Regions from separate parts of the Zea mays genome. Here region 1 is linked to region 2. Evidence: chromatin contacts called from public Hi-C data. All regions are on one chromosome and are shown on one strand. Each heading gives the region's core, a stretch centred on a gene start, on an enhancer-like site or on the middle of the called end of the contact. The rest is flanking DNA. Distances are from core to core; before and after follow the strand shown.

Region 1 (5,680 bases), core at 279-2,778, 280 kb after region 2:
TGCACGGTAAAGCGTCCTAGATTCTAGCTCGCGGGAGTAGCAACAATCAAACAAGCGATTGGCAGCAGGAACAATGCATAGCTGACGGATTAAAACATGTAGTAGCGAAGTAGCGAACGTAAATTAGCATATCTCACCAAATTAACCGCCCATAGAGTAATACGGTGGGCAACAAGTCCGGCGGCCGCAATTAATGCCAACCCAAATAATCGCACGAACATATCAGGAATAACTTCTCCAATTTTTTCCATACGGCGGCGGCATCAGCATGCAGATGACAAATTCCAATTCCCATGGAACCGGAACGCGTTCACAGCCTGATTCGTCTAGCCCTGCTGCATCGTGGCGCCGTCGCCGTGGCGCTCCATGACCCGGCGCATGGCCAGCGCCGCCGCCTCGCTGGCCCGTAGCGTACCGCTGGCCATGATGGCCGCGAACTCCTTCATCACCTCCTCCTGCACCTTCCCCCTGGCGCTCCCGAGCGGGTCAGCCGCAGGAGTAGGGGCTTCCTTCTTCGCAGGCGCAGGAGTAGGAGCTTCCTTCGAAGCCTTCTCCGCCGGCGCCGGCGCTTTTCGCTCGGAAGCGGGAGCCTCGGTAGGCGCGGAGACGGAGGCGGGCGTGGGCACGAACTGCGTGGTCTGCGGAGCGACGTTGCTCCTGAGCGTGGACTCGAGGTTCTGGATCATGGGCATGATGAGCGGGCCCATGGGGCTGGACATGACCTCGGCGGGGAGGTTGAGGATGTAGTCGGGCACGCCGGCGCCAGTGCCGACGAGGAACTGCGCCACCTCGTGGCTGAAGTTGTTGCAGTTGTGGGTGAGCAGGCGGTAGGTCTCGGCCGTGTACCGGGGCGCGATGTCGCGGAGGTAGTCCTCGAACACCTCCCGCGGGATGTGCGTGACGCCCAGCTCCACCACCCGCAGCGGCCGCCCGTACGGCGTCGTCCCCGCGGGGGACGACTGGATCCCGCCGCCGAAGTAGTACTCGTTCCCGTACACCACCACTCCCGTGTGCCTGCCAGGTCCGATTTGGTTTTGGTTAGGCGATGGCTGGCGCGAGGTGGTTCAGATCCGGGAGGAGGGGAGGGTCTCAGGCTCAGGATCACTCACCAGATGGCCTCAATGGGCTTGCCGAGGAAGGAGGTGGACAGCTGCCGCGCGAGGCCGTTGCTGAGGTCGTACACGTTCAGCGTCACCTTGTACCCCTCCTGCCGTGCCGCCCCGCCATTAACGAACGCAGCGTCAGATCTCTATATCCTTCCATGGATCGTCGAGCAATTGAAAGCTTGTGTGGGGGTGGGGGCTTACCTCCGCCATTAGCCGATTCTCCGTGCAGAGGGATTGGATGGAGGTCGCGAAATCGCAGGGAGGACGAGGGGAAAAATGCCTTGGAGAGAATGGGCGGTCAATAAACGCAGCTAGAACTCCGAAACGCGTGGATCTGGGCGGAGACGAGGCGAGACGACAGACGAGGGGGTTGGGCTTGGTTCGATAAATAAAGCGACACGGTTGTTAGGTTAGGTCAATGGCGGAAGCTTCTGGAGCCGTCTGGTCCAAATTAGAACGCGCGGGTAGGGGACGGGAAGGGAAGGGGAGGGAGGAAAGGGGGTCCGTTTCGCTTTCGCTGTTTGGGTATCCACTTTCCAGGAAGCTCGCGAGGCCGAGGAGTTTGGGAGGGCCTGCGCCCTGCGGGTTGCTGGTGGCCGTCTGATAGGAATCGGGTGGCCAGAATAGCGACGGGCAGGGGCGGGGCAGGTTGCTTGGAGCCATTGGCAATTTTGCCATTATCATTTGTGGGCTTCGCCATTATGCCATCGGACCCACAAATCATAGACACAGATGGTCCCACCAGTCATAGACACGGGATGACATAATAACAAGCAGCCAAATTTGAGAGTGGCAAAACAGCAAATTTCTCGGTTGCTTTCGCGTTGGATTGGATTCCAAGCGTGTGTGGCGAGAGAGCGGGGATCTTCTGGAACGGAGAGGCCTCCCAGTCCCAGCCGTGCGCACGGCTGGACTTGGACTTGTGCTCGTGTTTCCTCCGAACCAGTCCTGGTGTTTGGTTTCGAGAACAAAACTCCAAACACTCTAACTCTGGTGGTAAACTTTATATAATTTTGGAAGCTGTAATATAATTTTTACTCCTCTGATATTAAAAAAGAGTAAAATATATTTTTGGTCATTAAACTTGTTGCCCTATGTCACCCTATTCCATAAACTTTTAAAATGTGTTAACCCGGTCCTTAATCGTTGTTCACGTATCAGTTAGATCTAAATGTGTCTTGGTTGATATATAGACCCCACATGTCAGCCTGTGTATTCTCTTTTCCTGGTTCTCTCACCAGATATGCAGAAAAAAGAGAGAAAAGAGATACACAAACTGACATGTGGGTCCATATGTCAATTACGACTCGTTTGGATCTGACCCGAACATCGATTAAGGACTAAGCTGACACACTTTAAAAGTTTGTGGACTGGAGTAACACATGGCGACAAGTTTAAAGACCGGAAAATTATTTTACTCCTAAAAATAACTTAAACATGGAGTTTGAAATATTTATCCACATTACCACTGGATAGACTCCGGTGCAGAGCTGTTCGCCTGTTCCATCTAACTCCAACCAGCTCCGCTCCATGCAAAACGTAGAGTTTACCTCAACTCCACCAATTTAGTGAAGTAGCAAAACATATGCTTCATGAGTTCATATTTCCACTGTTCTTGTGGAGTTGATGTAAAAAACCCAACATAATACTACTCAATACTCATTACACAACATATTAGTTTGTTTTGTTTAAATTTCTTTTGACTGTTTCCCTGCGCAAGACCAACACAAGCACGCAGAGGTACTCGTCGAACAGGTTGCGACAAATGCCACACTGGCGTAGTCTCCGGGTTGGCGAAGGTGAGATCAAGGTTGTACGTCGTGGAGGCGTCCAAGTCAGGGGAGTCATCAAGGTCGTCCATGGACTCAAGCGAGAGGTGGCAGAGCCGCAGAGCAAGAAGAAGAGGCCCTTACCCCTTGGGTCGATAGGGACAACACGGAGTGGAAGAGGTGGTTGTTCGAGACGGAGAGATGCTTGTTTTTAATACTTTTAAAGTTAAAGTTACCCTATAAGTCAAACAAGTAGAAAATTTAATGAACTCTATGTTGGAGCTACTCCACAACAGAGTTGGTGGAGCATAGATAAAATAGTGGAGTAGAGCTGTCCTAAACACCCTTTTAGCATAGAGTTGCTTTGAAGTGGAGCAGAGTTATACAAAATTCCGAAGCAGAGCTTCTCCACCTAAAGTTTTAGTAGAGTTGTTCTGAAGTGGAGCAGAGCTATGCCACACATGTCACGTATCCACAAGCACCACGATACCCGAGAACTTTGATATCAAAGTGGGGCTTCTCATACACCTGTTTTTTGTCACATAAATTGGGCACTAAAATAAATGTGTCAAAAACATCGACAACAAATGGGGTTTCTCAGTCCTAGTCATATTATGGTAATGCCGATAAACTCATATCCGAGGAAAATACTGTCACCATCCTCATTGCTTGGTAGATCGGCTCTGGGCATGGTCGGACAATTCGCGCACGATCACGGACCGTCCGACATCTTATACCGGACAGTCCAGAGTCGCACTGAGCCTGCCACAAGTCTCGCAGGCAAATCCCTGCACGACCGCCTCCAACTAATCGTCCGACACCTTACGTCGGACAGTCCGGAGTCGCACCGAACCTACCACAAGTCTCGCAGGCAAATCCCTGCACGACCAGACAATCCGGACTTCAGATACAATACCAGACTGTCCGGTCCCTCTACGGACCGTCCGATCACCAAGATCGGACTGTCCGGGTGTGCATACGCAGACCAGGGTACTGCGTGTTATACACAATCTTCATGCTCCACCCCACCTGCAGCACACCATAGTCGCAACATGCCATCACTCGCGCATGAGGCCGAATGTCTTTCATCCCCTGCAAAGCCAAAAAAATATAGGTCGTTGAGCTTGTTTGGCCTACTAAGGCCAAATCTGCTGCTCGCTCTCCCCTGCATTTGGGACAAAAAGGAAAAGTTAAGTTCACATTTAATGTTGCTAAGTGTGATAAAATATTTGATGAGATACTTAAGAATGGCAACATTAAATTGTTGCACACAAATCCTCCGATAGAGGAATTGAAAACGTGTGTATATTATAAATGGCATGGTTCCTTTCTTCATAACATCAATGATTGTAATATCTTCCATCGACAAATACAATCGGCTGTAGATGAAGGTCGATTGAGATTTCAAAAAAATGAAGATTGATAGGCAATATGTCCATGTCGACACATTAAGACTGGTAGATAAGAAAGTCTTGGTTCGACCATGTTCGGCTGATAGAGCCAAAGGAAAAAATATTATCATTGGTGACCCTCGCGCGCCAAATCTATCACGTGGAGTGGTTACTCGGAAGGCTTTGGATGGAAGAAAGGCTAATAAGATCGGAGGCGTCGGGGGACATGGTAAACTAGTTAAAAGTTTTGGAAGTGAAGGTCATGATAAACAAAAGGGTAAAAGGCCGAAGTTTACTTTTGAGCAACTTATGGCTAAATATCACAAGCAAATCAAGGCAAAGGATGTTGATTAAACTGACAATGCTAAGTCATCTAGAGCACCTTTGAAGACATCAAAATCACCTCTGAAGCATAAATCTTGATATCAGGATTGGCGAGGAGATGAGTTTCATGCATCAGCAACATATCCTCCTTTTGGGACACCAATACCAATGCAATACAGTTCAGCTCCTTTGTGCTTTCGTCCTTATCCATCCTGCGACTGGTATTGATTCCAATGCTTATTCTTATTCATATTTTAGACCACGTAACATAGAATATTCAGCTCATTTCAATTCTGATTTTGAGAAACGATCATATGACAAAGATTGTTTTATTTCTAAGAATCGGTCTAGAGCTCAAAATAAGAATAGACTAGTCAAGCAAGTTTATGTAGTGAAGAGGGCTATTAGGAAAATAAAAAAAATTAGATCTGAATTCATGCGTTATAGAGCCAGGTGAAGTATTGGATACTTCGGCTAGTAGTGCCCAAACGATAGAACTGATAGTCCTGGTAGTAAATCTAAATTTAAAAAGCCTAATATGCCTAAGGCTAAGGAAGACATATCGTCGTTCAACACTAATTCACAACCGAGAAGCCCACAATGATTATCAAATTGGCACAATAAGAGGCTAGAAAAACTCGGTGCACAAGAGCTGAAGAAGAGAGGCATGACATGGGCTCATAATGGGAGTTCTCAAGATCCATATAAGAATGATGCTTTTGGAAGAAGTGGAGTAAAGGCAAACAAAAGGAAGAAAGCAAGTACAAGACATTTGGGTGACAAGTTTGCCACAGATCATCAAAGGTATTGGTCATTGCATCGTCCATATTTTTGAGTTGTGTCATATATGTCGTCCCAAGGTATGTTCGGTTATCCTTCATGGTATCATTTTGCTTCATATACGTCTTTATATTATGGAGGAGCGCAACCGAATTATTATGCATATGGATAGTTGCGATATGTTGCTGCTTACATGAAGCCGAAGTATTTCAGTTGTTAGAAGCAATGATTCTTGCTATAATTTTCTTCAGACATATTTATTCATGAATGAACATGCTTATAATATTTGCTTATCAATATTCGATTATTG
Region 2 (5,454 bases), core at 1,653-4,152:
CCCACCTCCGATTTTCATCTTGCTGGATGTATGCTTGACAGATGATGATACGGCCCTGTTGTTGTTGAAAAAGATGTGTTGAGGGGACTGTAGTGTTCCTCTCCCCCCTGTTGTATGGAAGATTACCAATATGCAGCGATTTTCTCGCAAAGAGGAAGCTCAATGCACATGCTTGTTTGTTCACATTCCTTTTTCTGCTGAGTTTCTGCTGATGCATGTGTAACGACAGTGTAATTTGATGTTTTCCCACGCTTTCGAGCTAAGGCTTTAATCTAAAATGTCTTCTATTGTTTATATAATATTTTTGTCGATCACAGCGCAGTAGTTCGAACTACTCGCTTTAATCCGAATCCGAAGCGAACAGCTGTTTCTACGGTTTTGTTTGCAGGGAATCTACTATACCGAACTGTATGGCTAGCCTCTATGTGGGTTGGTAGTTACGGCTAAGCAACTACTCCAGTACATGAAAACTCTACGTGGGTAGTTACGGCCGTACATCGCGATGTGAAAATATCATGGTTTAGAGCATCTCCAACAGATTTTTCATTTTTAGCTCTATATTTAACTATCTATTTAATTTTTCATAAAGATTATATTATATATATAGCATCTCATTCCAACAGACTATCTATCTAGTTTGGCTAGTCAGATGGCTAGCTAAATTTTGTTAGTAAGAGAGTCAATTTGAAGAGTCAGATAGCTTGGCGAGTCAGATAGTTAATCTATTTGAGAGTTATTTTGCTATTTAGTAGCCAAAATTTGGCTTGGCGAGTTATTTAGCTAGTCTCTTGGAGATGCTCTTAGAGATGTTTGAATGCACTAGAGATAATAGTTAGTTGGTTAAAAAAATACTATTGAAATTAGCTAACTAACAAATAGCTAGTTATCTATTAACTAATTTACTAAGGGGACGTTTGAATGCAATAAAACTAATAGTTAATTGGCTAAAAATTGTTAGTAAAATTAGATAGCTAACAAATAATTACCCAACTATTAACTAATTTACCAAAAATAGCTAATAGTTAGCTAAAGTGTTTGGATGTCTCAAATAATTTTAATCATTAAATATTAGCTCTAGTTCATTCAAACACCTCCTAAAAATAGTTAATACTTAAATTAGTAGTTTTAGTTAGGGTGTTTAGATGTCTCTAACTAATTTTAGCCACTAACTATTATCTCTAGTGCATTTAAACACATACTTAGGTAGTCAACTGTCAAATGTTGATGGTGTTTGATCAACCGCTAATTGATTGATTGATGATGGTGACACGTTTGCCCTCGCGTCTCGGTTTATATATTTTATGACCGCAACTTGTCCATTTCCATATATCTGTCTTTTGTATTTGCAATTAAAGCATGACGTGATCACAATTTTTATCACTAAGGCCGTGTTTGCGACAGTGGCCCAGCAGCCCGGCTATGCTCTCGGGGTGCAACTGGGCGTGTTTGCGTGCTTGGCCCGCTTAAAAGCACGATCGTGCGTGTGCAAAAGCCATGGATCCGCCTGACTCCCTGGAAACGACGCTAGGGTTTGTTTTTTCAGGCTCGACTGCTCGCGGCGCAAGGCAGGCAAATCTCGCGCAGCGGCCGGTGGATGAGAGGTGGCAAACAACATCTCGTCTTGACCGGGCTCATTTCGTATATGGACGCAAACACGATGAGTTGCAGCCGCAAGAGCAGACCGGCCCAGACTTGATCCTGTTGGATGGGCCGAGCCGACCAGATACAGGATCTCAAACATAAACATGTATGGATGCTTGACCCACGGGGCATTCGGTTTTTTAGGTCTATTCGGTTCGGTCTATTCGGTTTTCAAAAAATTCGGGTTTTAGATATCAAGAACCGAAATCTTAATTTTATTTATAGGAACCGAACCCGAATAGACCATAAAAATCGGTTCGGTCTATTCGGTTCTTCACGAACCCGAACAGAACACAGATGTCAGACAATGGCAGCGAGTCGTGGGCACCACCGAGGAGCAGGACGTTGAGTCGCCGAAGTCGGAGTTGGAGCAGAAGTGCGTCGAGTCGCCGAAGTCGGAGTTGGATCAGAAGTGCAGAACGCCGAGGTGCGGTGGTCGGTATGGAGTGGATCAACGCCGGTGGACCGGTCCAGTATGGAGTGGATGGCTGGCGCCTGGGCGCCTGGCGCTGCAGCGCGTCTCAGAGGCGGCGGAGCGACGATGGATCGACTGCGTGGCAGAGCGACGGTGGATCGACGGCGCGGTGGGCCGGCGGCGGACTAGCGTGCGCCGTGCGGCTAGGGACTAGGGTTGCAGACTTGCGGTTGGGCCTTGCGGGTGCATGCGCCGTGCGGTGCGAAGTGCCTGCTGGCTGCCTGAGTGGCTGAGTTGGGCCGTCCGGCCGTTAGCCACTTAGCCCGTTACTTAGTACTTACTACTTACTAGATCGGTTCTTTGAGTCTAATCGGGTTTGACTGGCTGTAAACCGAACCCGCAACCGATACCCGAACAGAACAGATCTATGAACCGAAATCCGAACCCGAAAACCGACCTATTCGGTCTATTAGGGTTCGGGTTCGGTTCAGATTCGGTTTTCGGGTTAAAAATGCCCAGTCCTACGGGAAATGATGGATTTGATTCTTCCAACTTGTCTTCTTCAATATTGTCTTCAACCTAGCTTTTTTAAAAGGTTTAAACACCGATTTATCTATCTATTAGGATCCATTTAGGTCCACTTTGTGCTAAGTTAGCAGAGGCTATTTGATTCAACTTTTAAATGTTAGTGGGTGGGTGGTTGTATAGTTCTCTCAGGATGTAAACAAGCCCCTACGCCCACCAGCAACTTATCTATCCACGTATTTGGTTTCAAACTCCATTATATAAACATTGCAATTTAGTATTGCAAATACGATTTTGTCCCATATTTTCTTCTGCCTTTGATTCTGACAAAAATAAGGTGATATAGCTGCCACTCCCATGCGGGCCTACCCGAGAACTGCAGGTGGACCAAGCACCACGGGTCCACCTCAAAGCCTCCCGCCCTAACGATTTCGAAATTTGAAACACCCTTTCCTCCAAATCATTCAACCATTCACAAGTCCAAATCAAAGCGTCCTTTCCTCTTGTACCATCTCCACCGGATCCCCAAACCCTAGCTCTGCATCGACTCCCGCTATGTCCTCCCGCCTCAAGGATACCGGCGGCGGTGGCGGCAGGGCCACGGCCGCGGCAACCCGCCCGCTCACCCCGAAGCCCTTCTCTGTCTCGTCATCAGCCCGGCGGACGACCGCCGTCGCCGCCGCCGGGAAGGAGAACACCGCGTCCAAGCCGTCCAAGCCCACCTCCGCCGTGCGGTGGTCCACATCGTCGCTTCCGCGGGCCAGCAGGATCCAAAGCTCGGTGGAGTCCTCGAAGCTCGTCTCCACCCTCAGGGCTCCCGTGCTGCCCGGGAGGCCTTCCGTCGGTAAGGATAACGTGGTGGAGGCAGGCTTGCGGCGGAGCGTCAATGGTGGGATCAGGGCTTCTTCTGTAGAGAAAGGGAGGAGGTCGGTTAGTGTTGTTGGATCCAGGGCCTCCGAGGCTAGGAGAGGGAGTGCTGGCGCTGGTGGTGATGGCACTAGCAGAAGGGAGAGGCTTGATGCGAAGGCCAAGGGGTTGGATGAGATCAGCAGGAGAAGAGATGATCTTGATGCCAAGGGGAAGCAGACTGATGAGATTGGCAGGAAAAGGGAGAGCTTTGATGCAAAGCCCAAGCAGATCGGTGGGAAAAGACAGGGCTTTGGTGTGAATGTGTCCAAGCAATGTGATGAGATCAAGGGGAAAACTGACGCATTCGTGAGTAATATGAAGAAGCAAAGCGAAGATGTTGGTGGGCGAAGAGTGGGCTCTGATTCGAAGGCAAAGGCAGGTGAAGAAATCAATATGAGGAAAGAGGGGCTCAATAAATTGGTGAAGGAGATGCATACCCAAAAGGCTGATCCAGGAGAAGTTTCTTCCAAATCCGTGGAATGTTGTGCCACCCAGAAGGATGATGAGATAGGCAACACTTCTGTCATCCCTGTTTTCACTGTTCATGTGGTGGATTCAATGGATGCCCCTGATCCAATAAGGAAACAGCAAAAGAATAATGAAGAGGGTAGGAAGCCGGAAGAAAAGGGAAAATTGTCAGACAGGATAAGAGTTTTTGAGAAAGTGGCTGCAGGTGGGGAGGGAGCGTCAGCAAAACCTGTGTCTGCTGTGAACAGGTACCCAAGCAAACTTCATGAGAAACTAGCTGTGTTGGAAGGGAGGGTTCAGAAGATTGCTACCGATATCAAGAAAACCAAAGAAATGCTTGATGAGAACAACCCGGACGAGCCAAAGCAGATCTTGTCAAATATCCAGAAGGAAATCACTGCCATTGAGAAGGCAATTTCTCATGTCAAAGATGATAATAAGATACAGCTGGGTACTGCAGAGAACAGTGAATGTGAGAACTCTCACCCTGAAACAGCTGAAAAATGTACCATTGCAAAGCCAGGTGACCTGAAGCAAGCTGGAAAAGGCTTGAATGCTGATGAGCTGGAGGCAAGGTTCCTTCCACACCACAAATTATTGAGGGGCCACATATCTTCAACTTCTACTCAACAGGAGTCATCTGTTGGTATGAGGAAAGATTGTAATGGAAAAACAAGATCTGCAGCATCTAACCCTGACGATGATGAAAACAGTATAGCCATGGAGTTTCTGGCTTCTTTAGATGGTGAAGAAAATGATTTCTTCAAGGAGCGAAAAGCTAATAAATTGGAAAAGAATAAGACATGTGAAGTAGCAGATGCTACCAGCAAGACATCAAGTCAAGGTAGCTCAAAGAATCCAGTTGTTCCCAATCATAAGGAGGAAACTGAATTGCTTGCTACGGAGGAGCTAGAAGAATTTGATGATCGGGAAAACAAGTCCTCCATGATGTTACAGGAAGAAACTGATGAGTCATGCAATAGTCAATTATCAGGTATAGGAAACAAGTCTTCAACCGGTGGATGGTTTGTTTCAGAGGGAGAAGCTGTTCTTCTTGCTCATGGAGATGGCACATGCTCCTATTATGACATTGCAAACCACGAGGTATCTGGTTGTTTGCTTGCTACATTTGCTCTGTTTTGTTTTTAATTGACATTTAATCAGATACCTTGAGTGATCACTGCTTTCAACTGAACTTATGCAGTTCAAATCTGAGTACAAGCCTCCCAGCATGGTATCAAATAACATGTGGGGCGATTGCTGGTTGATTCGTGCCCCAGGCGTTGATGGATGTTCTGGTAGATATGTTGTTGCTGCGTCAGCTGGCAATGCACTGGATCCTGGGTTTTGCAGCTGGGATTACTATACCAGAGAAGTAAAATCATTTCATGTCGAGGAGGAAGCTTCTCAAGCCTTTGCTCCAACATCAAGGGCTATTCTTGGTGCTCTCTCTAATGTAGGTTCATCAAGATCTAGCTCTGCACTGTCAAATGCAG

What was found. Hi-C and Micro-C count contacts between places; a contact is called where the count stands out from the background.
Region 1: a Hi-C map of tassel shows a contact between it and region 2, with 1.7 times the contacts expected there. The contact joins the promoter of LOC100283457 here to the promoter of LOC103628908 in region 2. A contact is called at or near these places in 2 of 25 Hi-C or Micro-C datasets (ear and tassel).

The regions. Positions count from the first base shown.
Region 1 is chr5:223,749,531-223,755,210 of Zm-B73-REFERENCE-NAM-5.0, forward strand. LOC100283457 reads right to left here and starts at 1,529. Exons shown (of 3, transcript NM_001156358.2): 1 at 1,308-1,529; 2 at 1,110-1,207; 3 at 63-1,014. The coding sequence starts at 1,316. The coding sequence ends at 327.
Region 2 is chr5:223,470,598-223,476,051 of Zm-B73-REFERENCE-NAM-5.0, forward strand. LOC103628908 (KIN14B-interacting protein At4g14310) reads left to right here and starts at 2,903. Exons shown (of 3, transcript XM_020538737.3): 1 at 2,903-5,062; 2 at 5,163-5,454. The coding sequence starts at 3,137.